2 separate regions of the Callithrix jacchus genome follow, and region 1 is linked to region 2. Evidence: chromatin contacts called from public Hi-C data. All regions are on one chromosome and are shown on one strand. The core of a region is the stretch at or near the end of the contact, and the rest is flanking DNA. Distances in the headings are between cores, read along the strand shown. Region 1 holds the start of ANAPC1 (anaphase promoting complex subunit 1). Region 2 holds the start of TMEM87B (transmembrane protein 87B).

Region 1 (6,762 bases), core at 4,211-6,710, 180 kb after region 2:
CTCACCGCAACCTCCGCCTCCTGGGTTCAGACAATTCTCCTGCCTCAGCCTCCTGAGTAGCTGGGATTACAGCTACGCGCCACCATGCCCAGCTCATTTTTTATATTTTTAGTAGAGATGGGGTTTCAGCATGTTGACCAGGATGGTCTCGATCTCTTGACCTCGTGATCCACCCACCTCGGCCTCCCAAAGTGCTGGGATTATAGGCATGAGCCACCGCGCCCGGCCAAAAACAAGGTTAATTTATAACTTGATCTCAACTTGTCTTTTTAATAGCAGTTGAATTTTTACATAAAAAATTGCGGCTGGTAGTCCCAGCTACTCGGGAGGCTGAGGCAGGAGAATTGCTTGAACCCAGAAGGCAGAGGTTGCAGTGAGCCGAGATCGTGCCATTGCACTCCAGGCTGGGTAACAAGAGCGAAACTCTGTTTCAAAAAAAAAAAAAAGTTGCAAAACTTCAACTAAAAAACAAAACATTCAGGCACAAGTTTACATTTTAAAAATTCAATCACTTCAGGGCTGGGCGCAGTGGCTCATGCCTGTAATCCCAGCACCTTGGGAGGCCGAGGCAGGTGGATCACGAGGTGGGGAGATCGAGACCATCCTGGTCAACATGGTGAAACCCTGTCTCTACTAAAAAGACAAAAAATTAGCTGGGCATGGTGGCGCGTGCCTGTAGTCCCAGCTACTCAGGAGGCTGAGGGAGGAGAATTGCCAGAACTCAGGAGGCAGAGGTTGCGGTGAGCCGAGATTGCGCCATTGCACTCCAGCCTGGGTAACAAGAGTGAAACTCCCATCTAAAAAAAAAAAAAAAAAAAATTCGATCAACTTCAACCAAATAATAAATGACTGCATATTAATTTACCTTACTCCTGCGGTCAAAATACATTTTCTATTTAAAACATTTTAAAATTTTTATTTATTTATTTTTTTGAGATAGGGTTTCACTCTTGTTACCCAGGCTGGAGTGCAATGGTGCAATCTCGACTCACCGCAACCTCCGCCTCCCGTGTTCAGGCAATTCTCCTGCCTCAGCCTCCTGAGTAGCTGGGATTACAGGCACACGCCACCATGCCCAGCTAACTTTTTGTATTTTTAGTAAAGATGGGGTTTCACCATGTTGACCAGGATGGTCTCAATCTCTTGACCTCGTGATCCACCCGCCTCGGCCTCTCAAAGTACTGGGATTACAGGCAGGAGTCACCGCACCCAGCTTGGATGATATCATTTTTATCATCTACTCAAGCAACTCTATTCTAATCATTGCTGAACTATTGTTTTTTCTTCTGCAGTACTCCCCAGCAAATATTGTTGGCTTGCTTGACTAGATGAGCTGCTATAGTCGTCAATCCTGTTAGACTTGGACCATTGTTTGTTTGAAGAACTGGAAGCTGTCACTCACCCTGAGCACTGTATTTATTATTCCCCTTACTCAGTCCCAGGGACTTCAGTAGCCCCAACTCGGTGGCCACCACCATCTTCTGGCCATAGCTCCCGGCAGAGATTTAACTTTTTGAGAACCTGTCAAATCATTTTGTCAAGTGGCTGCACCATTTTACATTCCCATCAATTATGTACAAGGGCTCCAATAACTCCCAATCTTCATCAACACTTGTTATTCAATATTTGTTATTGTCTGTCTTTTTGATTATCGCTCTCCTTCTGGGTGTGAAGTGGTTTTGGCTTATATTTCCCTAATGACTGATGATGTTGGTTATTTTTTATTGTGCTTCTTGGCCACTTGTGTGTGTGTGTATATATATATATTTTGAGACGGAGTTTCGCTCTTGTTACTTGTTACCCAGGCTGGAGTGCAATGGCGCGATCTTGGCTCACCGCAACCTCCGCCTCCTGGGTTCAGGCAATTTCTCCTACCTCAGCCTCCCGAGTAGCTGGGATTACAGGCACGCACCACCGTGCCCAGCTAATTTTTTGTATTTTAAGTAGAGACAGGGTTTCACCATGTTGACTAGGATGGTCTTGATCTCTTGACCTCATGATCCACCCACCTCGGCCTCCCAATGTGCTGGGATTACAGGCGTGAGCCACCACGCCTAGCAGCCACTTGTGTATTTTTAGAAAAATGTCTATTCAAATCCTCTGCCCATTTTTAAATTGGGTTGTCTTTTTTTTTTTTTCTGGAGGCAGAGTTTCACTCTTATTACCCAGGCTGGAGTGTAATGGTGTGATCTCGGCTCACTGCAACCTCTGCCTCCTAGGTTCAGGCAATTCTCCTCCCTCAACCTCCTGAGTAGCTGGGACTACAGGCACGCACCACCATGCCTAGCTAATATTTTGTATTTTTAGTAGGGACGGGGTTTCACCATGTTGACCAGGATGGTCTCGATCTCTTGACCTCATGATCCACCCGCCTCGGCCTCCCAAAGTGCTGGGATTACAGGCTTGAGCCACCATGCCCAGCCAGCTTTACTCTTATATTTTGGTCTTTGATGCACTTTAAAATTTTTGTATATGTTACGTAGTATGAATCAAGATAGATTCTTTCCATATGAATATCCAATTATTGCAACACTAATTGTTGAAAAGATGCTGTCCTCCTTCATTTGCTTTTGCAAGTTTGTAAAACAACAACAAAAAAATCAATTGGCCTCACTCTATAACTGAGGGCTGCACATATTGTCTTCCTTCCAAAGAGTAGAGTATGGAAAGTAGGGAAATGCAACATCATAGTAGAGAAATCTGACAAACTACTCTCTCAGTTAGGTGATCAAGGTTGACATCAACAGTGATAAGTTATGCTGTTGATAAGTACCTTTGATATGATGTGATGAAAATGACACTTTATGATCTTCCTCTCCCAAATCCATATTCCCAGGCTAATCATGAAGAAACATCAGCCGGGCGTGGTAGCTCACGCCTGTAATCCGAGCACTTTTGGGAGGCCGAGACGGGTGGATCACAAGGTCAAGAGACCGAGACCATCCTGGTTAACATGGTGAAACCCCGTCTCTACTAAAAAATAAAAAAAATTAGCTGGGCATGGTGGTGCGTGCCTGTAATCCCAGCTACTCAGGAGGCTGAGGCAGGAGAATTGCCTGAACCCAGGAGGCGGGGGTTGTGGTGAGCTGAGATCGCGCCATTGCACTCCAGCCTGGGTAACAAGAGCTAAACTCCGTCTCAAAAAAAAAAAGAAAAAAAGAAAGAAACATCAGACAAATTCCAATTAAGGGAGATTCTACAAACTTATGAAATGTGGTGGTTGCAGTGGCTTATGCCTGGAATCCCATCTACTTGGGAGGCCGAAACAGGAGGACTGCTTGAACACAGGAGTTTAAAGCTGCAGTGAGCTGTGTTTGTGCCAATGCACTCTAGCCTAGGCAACACAGCAAGATTGTATTTCTTAAAAAAAAAAATCTGAATAGGCCGGGCGCGGTGGCTCAAGCCTGTAATCCCAGCACTTGAGAGGCCGCAGCGGGTGGATCACGAGGTCAAGGGATCAAGACCATCCTGGTCAACATGGTGAAACCCCGTCTCTACTAAATATACAAAAAAAATTAGCTGGGCATGGTGGCTCGTGCCTGTGGTCCCAGCTACTCGGGAGGCTGAGGCAGGAGAATTGCCTGAACCCGGGAGGCGGAGGTTGCGGTGAGCTGAGATCGCGCCATTGCACTCCAGCCTGGATAACAAGAGCGAAACTCCGTCTCAAACAAAACAAAACAAAACAAAACAAAACAACAAAAAAAATAAAGTATGGATTTTAATTACTAATAATGTGTTGATATTTGTTCATTATGTCTAACAAATGTACTATACTAATGTAAAATATTGATAGTAGGGAAACTGGATGCAGAAACTGGGTATAGGGCATACAGAAAAATTTCGAACTATCTGTAATTTTTTTCTTTTTTTTTTTGAGACAGAGTTTAGCTCTTGTTACCCAGGCTGGAGTGCAATGGCGTGATCTCGGCTCACCCCAACCTCCGCCTCCTGGGTTCAAGCAGTTCTCCTGCCTCAGCCTCCCGAGTAACTGGGCTTACAGTCACGCGCCACCATGCCCAGCTAATTTTTGTATTTTTAGTAGAGATGGGGTTTCACCTTGTTGACCAGGATGGTCTTGATCTCTTAACCTCTTGATCCACTTGCCTCGGCCTCCCAAAGTGCTGGGATTATAGGCTTGAGCCACCGTGCCCGGCCGAAATTTTTTTTTTTTTTTTGTTAATCAATGAGAACTTGGTATGTTGCTCAGGTTGGCCTTGAATTTATAGCCTTGCCTCCTCAAACGCCAGTACAACTGGCCAGAGCCACCGCGGCTCCGTGTTTTTTCTTTAAAAAAGTTTAAAGTATCAATTCGGTATATTTGTATTTCTTTATTTTCTTTTTCTTTCTTTTTTTTTGTTTTTCAGAGAGTCTCGCTCTGTTGCCCAGGCTGTAGTGCTGTGGCGCGGTCTCGGCTCTCTACAAGCTCTGCTGCCTGGATTCAAGCGATTCTCCTGCCTCAGCCTCCCGAGTAGTTGGGATTACAGGCACGTGCCACCACGCCAGGCTAACCTTTTGTATTTTTAGTACAGACGGTGTTTCACAATGTTGGCCAGGCTGGTCTAGAATTACTGACTTCGTGATCCTCTTGCCTCAGCTTCCTAAAGCGCTGGGATTACATTTGTGAATCACCATGCCCGGCCTTTATTTCTTAACTTTAACTGTTTCACGAATCTTTGTTTCTATCCTTTCTCCTATAACCCACTCTTTTTTTTTTGACAAAGTCTTGCTCTGTTTCCCAGGCTAGAGTTCAGTGGTGCGATCATAGCTCACTGCAGCCTCGAACTTCCGGCTCAAGTGATTCTCCAGCCTCCCAGGCAGCTGGGACTACAGGTGCATGCCACCATGCCAGGCTAATTTAAACATTTTTCTTTTGTGGAGACAGGGTCTCGCTATATTGCCGAGGCTGGTTTCAAACTCTTAGGCTCCAGCGATCCTCCTGCTTCACCTCCCAAAGTGCTGGGATAACAGGCGCGAGTGGCCGCTGGGGTTCTTAACCTGGGTCTTTGAATCGCCTCAAGAAGTGTCTCTGAATCTGGGAATTGCAAACAACGTTTCTATGAGGACCTTCATACGGTTTATCGACTCTTCGAATTGTATGGACTGCATAAGGGCATAGAGCACCGGCACGTAGAGAAAATCAGCAACCCCTGCTCCCCACCCTCTGCCTAGATGTGCCTACCTTCACGTGGGGTCAAGAGGAAGAAGCGAAACCAGGCAGAAAAAAACCTGAGATCAAGGAGGCAGTTTAGGTCCCTAGTGACATGGCCTGAAGAGAAATTGGACGGCAGGAGAATCCTTTCACTCTATGGACTCTGGCAGACACAATCCTGCTTTGGGGATCGGATCAGTCACACGCCAGGTGGAAAGAGCCCACAAGTTCTGCCCGGCCGCAGTCTTCCCGCAACTGCGCAGGCGCCGGGACTGCTAGGCCACCGCGCGCCTACAGCGATGCCCCGCCCTGGAGCGAGGCCGGACGGGAAAGTCAAGATGGACGCGTGCATTTGAACGTCTCGCACGCCTGCCTGCCATTAGGACTCGTACCCGCTGCTGTTGCCCATTTCTCCTCCAGAAAACGGGAAGGAGAGGGGATGAGAAGCTGCCACGGTCGAGGAGTCACTGTGACGGACCCCGCCGCTGCCCTCGGGCCTCCTCGGCCCTTGCACCTCCGGGGAGCAGCCGGGTCTCGCCGCGCCTGACGCGTCCCGAGTTACACAGGTGCGGCCCCGGATCCGCTGTACTTGGGTGGTCTGTCGCATGCCGCGTGACTCTAGCACCTGGCCCGAGGCCGATCCGCCCCTGATGGCCTTAGGGCTGGGAGCCTGGGGGACTTGGAACCTGGGGAGGGCTCTGAGTGTGCCCCTCGGCCGAGGGGGCTCGGCCTGCGGGCTGGGGTGCTCCTTCTACTCACTGCTTGCTAACCTCTTACCTGAGCTGTGCGCTGCATGCAGTGTTCAGCCTCGGCTTCTAAATTGGCCTCCAGTCTCTCTGAGCTGGTTTTCTGAGCCCCGGCTTGTAGCCTGTTTTCACCGTTCCCTAGAATGGCTGGGGGAAGTTCTTCCTTATTGTGGAGACTTAACTCAGGCTCCGGTTGGTGTGCATTTGGGTCCCCCCCACCGTTTTTTTGGCAGGGTAGTGTTTTTCTGTAGGAATCATTGCTGATATTTTTATTTATAGCATATGAATTAATAGTATTTTTATGTGTAGCTGTTTATGTTGCCCCTAACAAGTAAAAATATTCCTAAAAGTTTAGGTTATTGTGAAAGTATTAAATATGTGGCCTTAATCAGTACAAAATGATAATTTTTAAATAAGTCTATAGTTTTCTGTCAAAGTTATAAGAAAATAACATTATAGGCCGGGCTTGGTGGCTCACGCCTGTAATCCAAGCACTTTGGAGGCCAAGGTGGGCGGATCACCTGAGGTTGGGAGTTCAAGACAAGCCTGACCAACATGGTGAAACCCCGTCTTTAAAAAACAACATAACCAAAAACAACAACAAAAAAACAAAATAACATTATAAAATTGCAGAACTAAAGTTTCATAAAATCAAAAGTTCATTGATGTTGGTTATCTTGTTGAATAAAATATAGGAAGACCAGCTGAATTTTGTTTTCTTGTAAGTTTTATAAGGCACTTTTTAGTTGTGTTCCAAGTTCAAGTCTTTTCAATACTGCAACCTCTACGTCCCAAAGCGATTATCGTGCTACAGCCTCCCCAGTAGCTGGGATTACAGGCGCCCACGGCCACACCCAGCTATTTTTT
Region 2 (6,918 bases), core at 2,329-4,828:
GAGACTCTGTCTCAAAAACAAAACAACAAAACAAAACAAAAAACCTTGTCATGATTCTACTTCCTGCAGTTACCATGAGGATCAGGAGGGCTCCTGCCTCTAGCAGACTCAGCAAGGGCCAGTGACATATAAGAAGTAAAAGATGCCGAGATAGCACCATTGCACTCCAGCCTGGGTAACAACAGCGAAACTCTGTTTCAAAAAAAAAAAAAGAGGTAAAAGATGCTCCCATTTCAGTATTAGTGCTGTTCAGACATGACATGAACTATCTGCATTTGCATGCTGCTCTCTTGGTGTCAATTTGAACATACGTTTGATAAAGAACTGTCCCCCTCTCCCAGCTTCAAGTTGTTATGGTTTACCAATGCAATTACAGTAGACCAAAATTCTTTTTGTAGCCTATAGAACCCTGAATAATCAAGGCCTGCCCAACTCTCCAGCAACTTTCCAGTTCCTGAAAAGCATGATATTCTTTGCTGCCCTCAGGATTAGTGGTCACCCTAAAAATTTTACTTAAAAATCCTTCCTTTCACTCTGTTCATCTAGTTGGCTCCTTCTTACCCTTCAAAGCCCAGCTCAAAAGTCCGTTCTGCAGGAATTCTTCCACTGTGGCTCATATCAGGCCAGGCCCTCCCTTATATAATCCCTAGCCCCCTTTCTTCTTCATAACCTTTCCACAATTAAAATCAAATAATTGATTAGTTATTTACTGTCTTCTCTCCTCAAGAATAAAAGTCCTACAGTTAGAAACTGTGTTAAATGTATAAGTGATTAGAACTTTTAAAAAAAAGGCCAGGCACAGTGGCTTACGCTTGTAATCCCAGCACTTTGGGAGGCTGAGGTGGGTGGATCACGAGGTTAGGAGGTCAACACCAGCCTGGCCAACACAGTGAAACCCCGTGTCTACTAAAAATACAAAAGTTAGCTGGGCATAGTGTCGGATGTCTGTAATTCCACCTTTTTGGGAGGCTGAGGCAGGAGAATGGCTTGAAGCCGGGAGGCAGAGGTTGCAGTGAGCCAAGATCGTGCCACCACACTCCAGCCTGGGCAACAGAGCTAGACTCCATCTCAAAAAAAAAAAAAAAAAGAAAGAAATTAAAAAAACAAAAAACTACTGATAGGACAAGTGGTCTACCCTCTTCCCCCTCCCCAACACAGTTTCAACAATAATAACAATAAAATTCCCAATTTGGATCCCTCCTTTGAGCTCCAGATCCACATACCCAACTGCCTAAAGGACATGTTCGCTGGGGGTTGTCCAACAGACACACCTGTTTGGTTTTTCTTTTGTGTGTGTGTGTGTTTTTTTTTTTTTCAGATAGAGTCTCACTCTGTCACCCAAGCTGGAGTACAGTGGCATGATCTTGGCTTACAGCATCCTCTGCTGCCTGGGCTCAAGTGATTCTCTTGCCTCAGCCTCCCAAGTAGCTGGGATTACAGGAGCCTGCCAAAGTGCCTGGCTAAATTTTGTATTTTTAGTAGAGACGGGGTTTCGCCATCTTGGTCAGGCTGGACTCGAACTACTGACCTTGTGATTCACCCACCTCGGCCTCCCAAAGGACACATCTGTCTTAAACCAGACACAGTCCTCTCTGCTCACCAACTTTTCCTACACTGTCCACCTTGGTTGGAGGTGGTACCATTTACAGTACCCAAGCCATGGCTCCTTCCAGTTCCCCACTTCCATAGCCCAATCCCCAGGCATGCCTACTTTATCTCACAAACATTCATCAAACTTAGTTCTTCCTCTCCATCCCTGTCACCATGGCCCTAATTTAAGCCCTCTGCATTTCCTGCCTAATTTCTGCAGTAGCTTAACTGGTACCTCTACTTCCAGATCTGATCCTGTAATTCATGTTTAGATGAATTATACAAATGAGAGAAAGCCCCACCACTCTCCTTTTCTGTTTCTGACAACTTGAAATGAGGAAAACAGTAAGTCCACTCTTGGGAGAGAAGGGCTTTTAGACTTCTAGTGGCCCAGGGTCACATAAGAGTAAAATTAGACTAAAGGTCACACAGCACTCAAGGAGCGAACTTCTCTTCCTCATGCAGGAAGAAGTACACTTGGCAAAGATCTTTACAGATATGTTCAAATAATCTAACAATATGAATGCAGCTGATTCACTTCCAATAAAGCTACACTGACTATTCACTATAGTAGCAGCAGGAAACCATGAGAGTAGTTCACCGAGTTTTGCTTTTTCCCCGTTCAGAGAAACTAAATAACGGAAATGTGCAGACTATATATCTGGTGCACAAAACAAGTCACCAACCTGGAAGACTCCTGGAGGAAATGGCTGCACTAAGTCTTAAAGATCCAGAAAGATACTCAGCGTGTTCCTATGAGTAGCTTTTGTGTTGTGGGAAGAATTTGTAGTCTTTGGAACTACTTTCTTTTTCTGGTTAAGGGAACCAAAATATAAGTCTCATCTTTAGAACTTGGATATTATTGCATATGTCCATGGAAAATACCCATCCCAAACATTGCTGGATGAGTCAGCTGACCCTAGAGAAGCAGGAGATAATGCCTCTTACAGACTTTCTGTCTCTTTTGCAAGACTTTCCATAATTCTGCTCCTGCATCCCTCCCACATCATCTCCTCTAATTAATTACTGGATGCCAAGTTTTCTAATAGCCTTCCTTGGAAAGAAGAGTTTCCACCTACTCATGCCTCCAGATTCACCTTTCAAGCACTCCCTAATCACAAGTTTTGCCCCACCTACACACATACACATACACATACACACCCACATTCTTACTCATAAACTCCCGGAACTGTGATAGGAGCTGTAGAGAAATTCAGGAACTCAGGAAAAGAGAAATAGAGGTAGGGTGACTACCGCACGTTTCCCCCTCATTTTAATTTTCTTTCTTTTTTTTTTTTTTAAAGAAGGAAGCGGCAGACTCGCTTTCCAAGTGATGCCGAAACTGAAGCGCGGAAGTCCTCCCTGCGGCCTCAGGGATGTAGCCCACTGTGGCTGCGTCCGGACAGGACGAGTAGAATCCCAAAGACGCTGCTAGATGTGCCAAGAGATTCTGGGCTTAGGTCTGAATAAACAAGGACCTGATCCAGCCAAAACATGTCAGAGCAGAATGAGGGCCTGGGCGTCGGGAATGGTGACCCTCAGAAACAGTCCGAGCTCTGAAACGGGAGAGCCGTCCCATGTGCAATCCTGACTGCTCTTCCCCGCAGCCTATGTCCGGCCGGAGGGGCTGCTCTCCGCTCCCCGCTCGTAACAGACGAAAGGCTCGGGGATGGTATTAGGGGACCCGGAGCAGGCCCGGCTGAGGCCAGGTGAACAAGCCCGGGGTCAAGTGAAGCCCCGTGAGGGCCCTGAGGGCCCAAGACGCGCCACACCTCGGTCCCGACACTCCACTTACGTCGTTGACTGTCTCTAACCAGACCCCGAGCTCGGGAACGGCGCGCACAACCGCCGGGGCCCAGCACAGGAGGCAGAGGGCGACGCGCAGCAGCGGGTCCCGGGGTGGAAGGTAGCAGCGACGGTACGGCAGGAGCCCGGCCCCGGCCCTGCCGAAGGCGGCCATCTTGACCCAGAAGCCGCACCTGGTGCTCTGAGAAGCCTGCCACGCCCCGAGCCCGCACCTGGTGCAGCTCCGCCCCAGGCAGGCGGGTCCGGATCTGGGACGCCGGGCTCGGACTCGGGTGTAGAGGAGGGCCTGGGACTGGGACTGGGACTGGGACTGGGACTGGGGCTGGGGCTGGGGCTGGGGCTGGGGCTGGGGCTGGGGCTGGGGCTTGGGCTTGGGCTTGGGCTTGGGCTTGGGCCTGGGCTCGGGTCTGGGCCTGGGCAGAGAGGCGCGGTGCAGGCCTGGGAAGCGGGCCCACGGCCGGGAGGCAGGGCTCAGGGCTCAGGGCTCAGGGCCGGGCCAAGCCTGCAGCTCGAGGATGCGTGGAAGGTAGAGATGGGAACCAGGATGTGGAGTTGGGACCGAGACGTGGAGGCGGGGCTAAAGGGGCTTGAGCGTGGAGATAAGAGGCGGAGCCGGAGCGTGGAAGGGAAGGCTGGCAGCCGGAGTGCGGAGGTGGGACTGGGTAGGGAGGTGCCGCCCGAGTGTGGAGACCAGGCGGAACTCAGGAGTGTGAAGGCGGGGCAGGGCGGGGGAGGGATGCAGAGCTCGGGACCATGCGGAGTGAGGAGACAGGGCGGGGATGTAGGAAGGTCTCCGGAGAGTGAAGGCGGGAGGCAGGGGCTCGAGAGCGTGAAAAGCAGGGCGGGGCGGGAGGCGGTGCTCGGGACAAGGCTGGGTGTGGAGTCGGGGCGGGGTTGGAGGCGGGCTCGGGAGTGCGGAGGCGGGGCGGTGTGGGAGGCGGGATCGAAACCAGGCGGAATGGAGGCGGGGGGGACAGGGCGGGGTTGGAGGTGGGGCTCTGGATGTGGAGGCGGGGCGGGAGGCCGGGTCGGAACCAGGTAGAGTGGGGAGACTGAGTGGGGCCTGTAGGCGGAGCTCGGGGGTGTGGAGGCGGGGCGGGGTTTGGGACCAGGCCGGAGTGCGGAGATAGGACACAGTAGGAAGGAGGAGCTGGGGGCCAGGCCAAGCGTGAAGGCGTGGCCATGTGGGGGCGTGGCTTGGGACAGGGCCGGAGTATGGAGGCGAGAGCGGACGGGGAGGCGGAGTCTGAGCGTAAAGGCGGGGCTGGTCAGGGAGTTGGGGGTCGGAGAGGGGATGTGGAGTTGAGGACCAGGCAGTAGTGTGGAGACCGGGCCGGTCAGAAAGAAGCGTTTGGGGTTAGGCCGTAGTGAGGAGGCGAGGCTGGGAGAGGAAGCAGGGCTTGAGGCAAGCCCTAGTATGGAGACGGGACTGGGTGGAGAGAATCCTAAATGTGGAGGCGTGGCCTGAGTGGGGAGGCGGGGCAGTTATTTAAAGTCAGGGAGGCTGGGTGCTGTGGCTCACGCCTGTAATTCCAGCACTTTGGGAGGCCGAGGTTGGTGGATCACGAGGTCAGGAGTTCGAGACTAGCCTGGTCAAGATGGTGAAACCCCGTCTCTACTAAAAATATAAAAAAATTAGTCGGTAGTAGTGGCGGATGACTGTAATCTCAGCTACTTGGGAGGCTGAGGCAGGAGAATCAGTTGAACCTGGGAGGCGGAAGTTTCAGTGAGCCGAGATCGCGCCACTGCACTCCAGGATGAGCGACAGAGCAAGACTCCGTCTCTAAATAAATAAACATAAATTCAGGGAATGTGCCGGCAAAGTGCTTTGAGGCCAAGGCCAACTGAACACAAGGCATTGTGTGGTGAAGTTTAATGTTGATAGAACAGTTAATACTTTTCAGAACAAATAGTTACCTGACTGCTTAAAGCTCAGAGGGGTCAGGGCTTGGATCTGTCTTATTGTGTTCCTTGCCTTGCATTTTTTTACTGTAAGCTGAATACTTATTGTGCTGTCAACGAGAATTAGTTAATTCATTGTCAAATATAAATAATGTCCAGCAGGGGAATAGAATCTTGTGCTAACATTGTTATTAACATAGAATAAGATCTATCTATAGTCAAAAGGACTTGGCTGCTTTACCAGTCACCAGTAATTATTGAGGACCTACCATATACTAGAGATCGCATGTGCGTCTTCCCGGCAAGCAATATAGTCTATTCTGTTTAGGTCGGAATAACTTTGCAAGAGGACCACAGGGGAACATCCACTAGAGATTTACGAGGTAACTCAGGGACAGAAGGAGAGAATAATAGATGAGATTTGAGTTCTACAAGAAGAGTTTCGGGCAAGTTACCTGTGGGAGTGAGGGGTAAGTCTGAAGTTGTTTTAGTTACAAGAGAACTGGAGGAATGGAAAGATCTTCCAGATGACTGGATGTTGGTGTGAGATGGGAAGTGGCAAAGCTGGGAATATTTAAACAATACCAGAGCATACAGGCATTCCTAAATTAAGTTAGGCAGATGACACCTTTAGTGTAAGAACACAGGAGAGGCAATGATGTTTTTAAGTAAGGATGAGGTGATCAGAAAGATCACATTGGTTGTCAAATTGGGAAACAGGAGCATAGGAGAGCCAGGGTGACGCTATTTTAAAAAATCAACTCCATTTTAAAACTTAGCAAGGCACATTTATTGCCAGTCACCACCCATAGCACTTTGGGAGGTCAAGGCAGGCGGATAGTTTGAGCTCAGTTCACGAGCAGCCTGGGCAACATGGTGAAACCCTGTGTCTACACAAAATACAAAAATTAGCCAGGTGTGGTGTCGTGCCTGTGTTCCTGGCTACTCAAAGAAGGTGAGGTGGGAGGATCACTTGAGCCTGGGAGATGGAATTTGCAGTGAGCCCTGCACTCTAGCCTGGGTGACAGAGCCAGAGCCTGTTACGCACACGCACGCAGAGAGAGAGAGAGAGAGAGAGAGAGAGAGAGAGAGAGAGAGAGAGAGAGAGAGAGAAAGAGAGAGATGCTATGATTCACTGAAAAAAGACAACGTCGTTTCTGTGGTATTCCTGCCAAAAATGCAAAAATGCATCTAATCAAGGTATTCAAGTAAATGTGGAAAAGATTCACATGCCTAAATCTAAGCACAAGGAAACATTAGACAAACCAAATTGAGAGACATTCTACAAAGTAACTAGCTGATATACTTAAAAAAAAAATGTCGGGGTCATGAAACAGTTGAGGAACAGTTACAGATTAAAGGAGACCCGAGGATCATGATAACTAAATGTGATACATGAGCCTAACAATCTGGAGCCTGTACCAGAAAAATTGTTTTTTGCTATAAAAATTATTTAGACAATTGGTGAAATTTGAACAAGGACTGTAAATAAGAAAATGGTATTGTATCAATGTGAATTTTCTGAATGTGAAAACAGTACCATTATCACACTAAGAGAATGTCCTTTTTCTAGAGGAAAGCACACTGAAGTATTTAAAGGTAAATGAGCAGCACATCTGA

The links. Hi-C and Micro-C count contacts between places; a contact is called where the count stands out from the background.
Region 1: a Hi-C map of skeletal muscle shows a contact between it and region 2, with 4 times the contacts expected there. The contact joins the promoter of ANAPC1 here to the promoter of TMEM87B in region 2. A contact is called at or near these places in 2 of 3 Hi-C or Micro-C datasets (both in skeletal muscle).

The regions. Positions count from the first base shown.
Region 1 is chr14:22,692,039-22,698,800 of calJac240_pri, forward strand. ANAPC1 (anaphase promoting complex subunit 1) reads left to right here and starts at 5,461. Exons shown (of 45, transcript XM_078348934.1): 1 at 5,461-5,715.
Region 2 is chr14:22,511,161-22,518,078 of calJac240_pri, forward strand. It overlaps TMEM87B (transmembrane protein 87B), which reads right to left and starts at 3,579. Exons shown (of 19, transcript XM_054244733.2): 1 at 3,386-3,579. The coding sequence starts at 3,550.